Linked DNA regions of Sus scrofa: region 1 is linked to region 2. Evidence: chromatin contacts called from public HiChIP or PLAC-seq data. All regions are on one chromosome and are shown on one strand. Each heading gives the region's core, a stretch centred on a gene start, on an enhancer-like site or on the middle of the called end of the contact. The rest is flanking DNA. Distances are from core to core; before and after follow the strand shown. Region 1 has its middle 160 kb from the start of PRDM1. Region 2 has its middle 77 kb from the start of PREP.

Evidence for each region. HiChIP or PLAC-seq counts read pairs in DNA pulled down with a chosen protein or histone mark.
Region 1: an H3K27ac HiChIP or PLAC-seq map of skeletal muscle shows a contact between it and region 2, with 13 times the contacts expected there. The contact joins two enhancer-like sites. A contact is called at or near these places in 1 of 47 Hi-C or Micro-C datasets (heart right ventricle) and 2 of 2 datasets of contacts at active chromatin or transcription factors (alveolar macrophages and skeletal muscle).

What each region holds. Positions count from the first base shown.
Region 1 is chr1:72,143,038-72,147,467 of Sscrofa11.1, reverse strand. No RefSeq gene overlaps it. Among named protein-coding and RNA genes, the nearest start is that of PRDM1, 160 kb to the left of the region's middle. Within about 2 kb of position 1,592, at least 2 of the 83 cell types and tissues checked have an H3K27ac peak or open chromatin away from gene starts, as enhancers often do. A contact at or near this core is called in skeletal muscle, where this site is marked.
Region 2 is chr1:71,710,741-71,715,530 of Sscrofa11.1, reverse strand. It overlaps a transcript of PREP not described here. Among named protein-coding and RNA genes, the nearest start is that of PREP, 77 kb to the right of the region's middle. Within about 2 kb of position 1,805, at least 8 of the 83 cell types and tissues checked have an H3K27ac peak or open chromatin away from gene starts, as enhancers often do. A contact at or near this core is called in skeletal muscle, where this site is marked.

The DNA of each region.
Region 1 (4,430 bases), core at 343-2,842, 430 kb before region 2:
CTCTTTAAAAAAAAAAATTACCAGAAGAACTGAAACTGGAAGAGTGAAAAAAATAAGCAAGAAACAAAGAGATCACCAGATTTGATGTGAAGTTCTTCATATTTGTAACCTCTACATGCTTCTTTTATAATATTCCCAACATATATGTTAGTTCTTTCTCTCTCTCCCTCCCTCTCCCTCTCCTCTTCCCCTCCCCTCTGCCTCCTTCTTTCCCCCTCTTCCTCCTCTTGCACTGAGTGTTCTGTGGGGCCACTTGGCTTTTAAAGATCACAGCAATGTCAGATGATTGTTAAAAGACCAGACCCTGGCATCAGATAGGCTTGGGTCCCAGTTTTGGCCCCACCACTTGCTGACAAGTTACCTTGGGTAAACATTTTCAAGCCTCTGTTTCTTGATCTATAAAATGGGAAGAATAACAATCCTTGTCTTATAGGATTTCAGGGGTGATAGTCCATGTAAAGTGCTAACCACTCTGCCTGATACTGATAACATCTATTATGTCTGGTCTTCATCCTTCATTTCTCTGCCATATGACTATGCTATAAAACTCTACATACTGTGGGTGATTTTTCTCCCGAAATTAAATATACAGGTGTTCCCGTCATGGCTCAGCAGTGACAAACCAGACTAGTATCCATGAGGATGCAGGTTCGATCCTTGGCCTCAATCAGTAGGTTAAGGATCTGGCGTTGCCGTGAGCTGTGGTATAGGTCGCAGACCCAACCCACTTGCATTGCTGTGGCCGTGGTGTAGGCCAGCAGCTATAGCTCTGATTAGACCCCTAGCCTGGGACCTTCCATATGCCACAGGTGTGGCCCTAAAAAGAAAAATATATATACAGTATTCTTTTCATCCTTGAATAATTTAAACACAGCTGAGGATGTTTTCTCCAGGCTTTGTAAGAGCATTCTTTCTGAGATGAGATCAAATTTGGAAAATGTTGATTCAGATGCAGAAATTTTCAGTAAGTCACAAGCAAATGACTGTACGGGATTATACTGTGAATCTATGTTCTTCCATTAGCTCAGTGTCTGCTTTCATATTCCTCAATAAATATAATAAGTGAATACTCTTGGATGAGTTCAGAGCTAATTTCTCTGGAATTAAATTTGTACAGTTTTCTGAAGGCATTTTTATCTCAACGAATAGATTCTTTTAGTAGATACAACATTCCCAAATCAGTGTCTTGGCTCTGTTTTCAGCAACCCCAGGTCACATTCTTACTATTCTTACTTCATCTTGGAGAATCAGAAAAGACTTCTTTTATATTGGCAGTTCGAAGGCAGTACTTCTGCAAAGTCGAACATTCCTGCCAGGAACTGTGCAGCGGTCATTTCCAATCTTGTTTTGCTTAGAAAACAGACCAATGGGAAAAGATCCAATACCACAATTGTTACTTTCTCAACAGAAATTCTTCAGTTGATCAGAAGACCAAACTGCAATTGTATCTCCTTAGACATGTCCCTGTATTGATGGGGAAGGAGAAGAGAATCTTAACAGGGGAAGAAAATGATGTTGAGCTCAGTGCTGAGCTCAGTGCTGATCTCAGCTGAGTTGAAATTCTAACATTCCTAGCTTCGTTTTATGGTTGAGAGTTACGTTTAAATGAAAGAGCAGAACGCCACGCTCTTGTACCAGTGGGATCCGTAGAGAGTCAAACAGTACATCTATATTGGGAAATTCTATTCTAGCTTTTATTGTGCTGATGGAGAAAACATCTTTCCAGATGGATTTCTCTTTATACAGCCTTTAAAAATTTTACTTGCACCCAGTTTGTCCCATTGGCAGTACTTCCAGTTCTTTTTTTTTTAGACTTTAAGGTCACAATAGTGTTTATAGAACAGGAAGAGAAGTGGCTCTGTTAAGTGAGAGAAAAAGAAGCTACAAAACTCCTCATCACTATGGGTATCTTTTAAAAACATAGTAAATAGTACCGATGGCTTGTCAATAGGATTTTCAGCATTTTATTATGCAATGTGAAGGAGTTGTATAGTGAATGCCCATTTAGCCACCTTCTATATTTACACTGTATTTTGCTGTATTTACTTTATCATATATCTCTCCACCTCTACCCATTCCTCTGTCCATTGGTCATTCTATCTTATTTATTTATTTATTTATTTTTGGTGGGGGGTGGAATGTATTTCAAAGTGAGCTGTGGGCATCTGAAGTGATAGACTCATTTAGAATCACGGATAATACCAGCTTGCGTTTTGGCCAATGGTATATTGCATCAGATAGAACTAGTTTTGGCTAAGGTTAATAAAACATCGACAAGAGTAGCTTAATGTGTTTTGAAAGAATTTGTTCTCTCTGGTAGAACAGGGCTGAATGCAGGAGTTCAATGTCGGTAAGGGGGTTCTAACATCATCAGAGGCTCAAGCTCTTTCTGTCTTTCTAGTTCACCAGCCTAGCCCATGGCATTCATCTGCAAGAACTCTCATGGCCTGAGATACTGCTAGGGCTCCAGCTGTCTCACTTTATTTGGTTTACTTTTATATATTTATTAAAATTAAAAAAAAATAGAAATATAGTTGATTTACAATGCAGTGTTACTTTCAGGTACACAGCAAAGTGACTCCGTTTTATATGTAAACCTATATGTTCTTTTTACATTCTCTTCCATTATAGATTATTATGAGATATTGAATATAGTTCCCTATGCTATACAGTAGGTCCTTGTTGCTTATCTGTTTTATACATAGTAGTTTATATCTGCTAACCCCAAATTCGTAATTTATCCCTCCCCCCTTTCCCCTTTGGGAAATTTATTATTGATATCTGTGAGTCTGTTTCTGTTTTGTAAATAAATTCATTTGTATCATCTTTTAAGATTCCACATGAAAGTGATATCATATGATATTTGTCATCTGTATCAGCCATTTCACTTTTAACTGTAGGAAGGAGGAAAGGAATAAAGGCTTCTTTTAATGACCAATCACAGAAGAACCAATCATTTTACGATCAACTTGTCTAGCTCTAGGGGAAAAAATGAAGGGAATTTATGGGGATCATATTGTATTTGTAGATGAATTTAGGAAAAATTATAAATTTATAATTTATTATTTATTGCATCGTATTAGAACATAGTCACATTTGTGAGGTTGAGAAACATAGTATTATGTATTCTTTTGATTTTGTAGGTTGTTTATTTATTTCAGCCATTTTGTTTTGTTGGGAAAAATCAAATGAGCTGAGGTTTCCTTCCCTAGCATAGTTGTGTGGGTCTTGGATTACTATTGGGGACATTTGTGAGGGCACATAAAGTGAGTTTGAGTAAGTTTTCATGTAACTCGATTTCAACAAGATCATTTGTTTAGTAAATTAATTGATCCTTATATTGAAGTTATAGCAAAGTGGTACTTTTTTATAGGATGATCACATCGTTGTGATCAAAAGGCAGTGTCATCAAAACAAAGTGGTTCAAGGCCAAAGGACCAGATGGTCAGCCTATGCTATCCTTAGGGATGGATCCATGAGAGCTGTATGGGTTGAGAATTCGGCCTAATGATGACAAAAGTCCCAAAGAATATTTTTAATAGCATTTAAAGGCCTTATCTTTGAAGAATAAGCTTTATTTTCTGGGATTAAAAATGATTCATGGAGTTCCCGTCGTGGCGCAGTGGTTAATGAATCCGACTAGGAACCATGAGGTTGCGGGTTCGGTCCCTGCCCTTGCTCAGTGGGTTAACGATCCGGTGTTGCCGTGAGCTGTGGTGTAGGTTGCAGACTCGGCTCGGATCCTGCGGCATTGCTGTGGCTCTGGCGTAGGCTGGTGGCTACAGCTCCGATTCAACCCCTAGCCTGGGAACCTCCATATGCCGCGGGAGCAGCCCAAGAAATAGCAGAAAGACAAAAAAAAAAAAAAAAAAAAAAAAGATTCACACCTGTAGAGGTCTTGGGCATAGACCAAAGAGGATTAATGGTTGATGGTATGAGGTGCCTAGCATCATTAGGGATGTCTGAGATCTACAAGATTGTTCATGTGCTGTCTACGACAAAGAAGGAAGGTCATTTTTACATTTATGTCCAAGAAATTAAAAATGGAAAAAAATCAATCTGTACCAGCATCCTTTGCTATTTTGGATTAAAGAGTATATTAAAATGGGAAGTTCCCATAGTGGTGCAGTGGTTAACAAATCCGACTAGGAACCATGAAGTTGCGGGTTCGATCCCTGGCCTTGCCAAGGGATCCAGCATTGCCGTGAGCTGTGGTGTAGGTTGCAGATGCAGCTTGGATCCCACACTGCTGTGGCTCTGGCATAGGCCGGCGGCTACAGCTCCAATTAGACCCCTAGCCTGGGAACCTCCATATGCTGCAGGAGCAGCCCTAGAAAATGCAAAAAGACAAAATAAATAAATAAATAAAAAGAGTATATTAAAATGGGAATTCCTTCCTATGTTCAACCTTCATACTGCAAGAATTTGTT
Region 2 (4,790 bases), core at 556-3,055:
CTAGTCAGATTTGTTTCTGCTGTGCCATAGCAGGAGCTCCTGATCATTTCTTAAGTGCCTGTAACAGAAGATAATCCTGAGTAGGACTGGGTCCTTCAGATCATCAAAAGGTTAAACCTTAGTTTCTTTTGTAACACATATTGTTTCTGGATCCAATGAGGGAAAAAAGAAAAATTTTATTCTTTTGATGTCTCTGAATGCGCTAGCGTTAGTTGAAATTTTTTTGTCTCTGAATGCGCTAGCGTTAGTTGAAATTTTTTGCACATCAGTCCTCTGGGTGCATCTGGATGTGTGTTTAGAGTATAATGAGAACGTGGCCACTTGTCCAGCCTTACTTTGCAAGAGGTCATAGAGAAGAGTCTATTTTGGCCTTTGAAAAGGTAGTCACTCCCACAGTGACTTGAGTGAGTAAATGTTACAAAAGGGCATTTTAGAAGAGGGAAATATTGTCTTGCTGTATAATTCAGCTATATTAGCATACGGCTCAGAAAAGGCTCATGGTCATTCATCAGTCTGCCCCCAGCAGCAGCAGCGGTAGGATATTTGTAGTGAACCATGTCTCTCTGCATGTGCACAGCTACATATATATACACAGGGGCACAAACAAACATGTGCCTGACTTGACCCATATCTTAAACATAATCCACCCTCAGTAGTATGTGATTTCAGGGGCACTTGGACTACATTTTGCTTCAAGGACCTTTAGTGCTATCATAAATTCCACAACTAAAAGTTCATTTCTCACCTTAAGAAGGCTTTTTTTTTTTTTTTTTTTTCCTGTTTTGGTACAAATAATTCCGAGATGGTGGAAGTATTTAAAACCCTGCCCCAAGTAATTACAAGCAAAGTTATTTGGCTTTCGGCCAAGAGTTGGGTTTGATTTCTAGGAAAGCAGAAAAGACAGATGACACTGACTGTCCCCTGGGAACCACGGTGAGGAGAAAGGTGTCCTGCTCGGAGGACAGGGTTGCTTCAGTCCAGAGAGTTTTCACAATTAGCCCTAGGGCTAGAACGCAGACATGTTTCAAAACAGACGTGATTTACCTAGTGGAATCCAAATAGTGGAATCCAAAGAGACCTTTAGCCTCAGAAACCAGAGAGAAGGGGAAAAAAGAAATCGAAATGTCAATAAGCCAAAGAGAGGCACACCTCTCTTTTAGTGGACTTGCCACAAGTCCCTCAAAAGGCTTCTGTGTTTCCCTGACTGATTCTCGTTGGTGGTGGGCCCCGAACAAGATCTGGGTGCCTTTTAACCTCGCAGTTGGCCAGTGACCAATGCCTGCATTTCCCTTGTTGAGAAAAGGAGTTCATCCCCGGATTACCAAATATTTATAAACAAATGAATTTAGAGTAACTTTTCAAAACAAACCTTTGTGACAATTATAGATGATCAAGATGGTGAAAGTGAAACCAAGCAGGGCAAGAAGGAGAGGGTGGACGAGCGGCCCTTAGCCACAGGTCCCAAAGGCCTGGCCACTGAAGAGGAAACTCTTGGGTCCCAGGTTTAGATATGGCTGAAGTTTCACCATCTGAATAAGTCTCAGCAGCAGCGAAGTTGCGGTGAGTGAAGGTGATTTCAGTGTCTCCTTAAGGAATTGGGTAAAGTCCCTTGAGGTCTGACACCCTGGCCTCTCAGGATCCTTTCGGAGGCTCCAGGAGAGACAGACCAGAAAGTTTTCAATGTGAAGGTGGGGCGGACTCGGCAGTGTCCGGAAAAAGCCAGCTTTGGTGGGCGCATTGTTGTCCCCTGGACCATTCTTCTTCTGCCAGCATCTTTCATTGCTTCTCGTGTTTTCCTGAGACAAAGAACCCAGCTGAGACCTCAACAAAGGAGAATGCAGGGAAAGGGGAGAGAATACCTTGAGCAAGAATAGCTTGGAAGGAGCCAAAAGTGGAAAAGGAAGTCTAATTCTGTCCTAGTCCGGGGGAAAAAAGTTTTTTGAGAAATGTAAACAAATCAGGAAATCCTGGCACTTACTCCAGTTCCGATCTGGGGAAAAGCACCGGTCCTTTCCCTGGGACTGGGCTGCTGTTTGTGAATGAAATCCAGATTAAATTATTCATTCAGCCCTGCCAGCCCCGTTTCCAGCATTCTTTTTTTGCCTATGGCGTAGCTTAAACCTTAAAATAATAATAATAAAAAAAACATATGCATGTTATTAACTATCCATATTCAAATGGAAATTCAATGCTATCATAAATCTCTTTTCTAATGTAAATTCCTTTCTGGAGCATGAAGCTGCAGGAAAGCCATTGTATCTGAGCAATCTGAACTTGAAAGAGAATTTTTGTTAAACCAGTTATGATAGGGGAAACATGTTTTTCACTGAGTCGAAAGATTAAAGTTGGTTGTAAAAAGGGGTGGGGGACTGAGGGAAAATTATTGGTTGCTCAGCTAATGATTAGATACAGAACTTCAAGGACAAATTAAGAGGCACCAAAGAAAGAGTCACGCAGATAAGTGAAAACAGTTCCAGTGATATTAAAGAAAAGATGCATTGTTTATCTTTATCTAATCTCCATTTCCATATTCATCTTCATCTCAGTGGCCCCCGCTACCCCATTAGCAGCCCCCCAGTGAATTCCAAACTCCACCGCGCTGCACATCTGCAGATCAGAGGGCCTCTGGTGTCTGGGGTTCCCTTTCCTGCTCTCAGAACCATCCTCTCTCTCCCCTTGGTTGTGTTATGTCTGGGCGCCCCTTCTCAGGAGGCCTTGACTGAGAAGAATGTGGGCATGCGATGAAGAGGAGTCATCTTTCTTCTTTCCTTTTTGGAAATACATTATGAAACCTTTGGGCAATTTAAAAAATTTCTCACCAAATACCGCACACCCTTCCTTTCGCGTCAACTCCGCTCGCGTGTTTGAATTTGTCACCCTTCACCCACACTCCTGCCCCTCTTTCCCTCTCATGCCCACAAATCCGATTTTTCATTTCGGAAATTATTCTTTCCCATGGAGGCAGCGACAAAAATATATCTGTTTCTGACAGAGCCGTAGGGAACAAATGTAAAGGGCCTCCTTAAGCTGCCATGTCAGTGGAAGCTCACAGAGAGAAGACAGATTTCTCTTGGAAAGAGGAGCTAGTGACATTGAGAAGGACACAAGCCCAGTATAGGCCTCACCTCCAGGCCATGGGTTCTGGCCCCCTCACTGGGTGTATTTGCATGGAAATCTCCAGCGTGAAGCAGGTTCAGGGCTTCATTTTTCAAGGCAAAACTTCCCCAATTGATTTTTAGGAGCATAGCACAAGGATTTACAGAGAAAACAGACTCCTCTGTGTGAATGCAAAGTGTGAACTTTGTCCTAGAAGGGCATCATGAAAAACGTAACACTGCAATTGAAAATTAAAATATTAAAGCAGGAAGGTGTTCCCATTTCAGCTGAGAGGATTATGAACCCAACAAGTATCGATGAGGATGTGGGTACAATCCCTGGCCTCACTCAGTGGGTTAAGGATCCGACGTTGCCATGAGCTGCAGTGTAGGTCCCAGATGGGGCTCAGATCTTGTGTTGCCATGGCTGTGACATAGGCGGGCAGCTGCAGCTCTGACCCATAGCTTGGGAACTTCCATATGTCACAGGTACAGCCCTAAAAAAATTAAATTAAAAATAAAATAAAATAAAATATTAACAGACAGCAGGAAAGAACTTAATTCATACAGATTTCCTATTTAGGATTTGAATACACATGCCTACCGTCAATTTATTGCTAATATTTAGAACTAAAATAATACAACTTTGAATCAGCTTAATAAATATATCAGAACCAACCTCTCTGGCCACCAGCACTTAGAGCATAGTCACCTCCCCACAAGGGCAAGTTTCTTCCCACTTTCTTATTTGATGATCGACCTTCAAGATAGAAGATTCCATGTCCTTTCTGGATTGTTCAGAGATTTATGGCCCCTATGGAAATGTTCATAAAAGCTGAGGCTGTGCAAGGCTTTGGGCGTCCATCTTATTGTTATCAGAGCCATAAAAATCATCACCCTCTTGTCCACGGCCAGTCTCATGTTTCAAGATAATATAATCCAGAGGAAAATAAAGTTGCCGCTGAGTGTCTGTTTCTAGTAGGTCTGCTGTCAAGTGTGTGTGTGCTGAGAGGACAGTGGTGTCAGATTAGGGAAGGCGGGGGCACAGATCAAACTGTAGGTGTTTGAGGATTTACAGGGAACTTCAAGAACCTATTTCTAGGGCAACTCATTTGTCTGTCAGGAGGATGCTGTGGGGTGTACCTCATTCTCTTCAGCCTGCTTCTCTGGCCTCTGCTACCCAGGAGCAGGAGTGGGGGGTGGGGGTGTCTCCAGAGTGTAGACAGAGAAGGGAAGCAGGTGCTTCAACTCTCAGCATCTGGTTTAGATGACCACAATGCAGAGCACACCTGCAGCCTGCATTTCAGCCAAGTCTGGCCTCCCATTGTATTCTACTGGACTTTCTGCCTTGAGCAAGAAAAAAGCATTGTTTATCAGATTTGCCAAAGGATCTCCGGGGAGGTGGAGAGAGACAGGATAAACAAACCTAAAACAAAACCCAAGTGTAAGCAAAGGGCTGGGAGACCTTGATTATATGTGACTACCCAAGGTAATCTTTCAACCTGACACAAACTAATTAAAACCAAGAGAGACAGAGAGAGAGAAATGTTAAGTTTGCATGGACCAAGACAGTTTCCCAAAGGTCTTCCCAGAGAACTGATACCAGATAATGTCCAAACTCTATGCTTAGGTAGAAGCAGAAATCAGACCACATCGATTAAGCGTCTAACTTGTGCAGGATTTTGTGCCATGGCA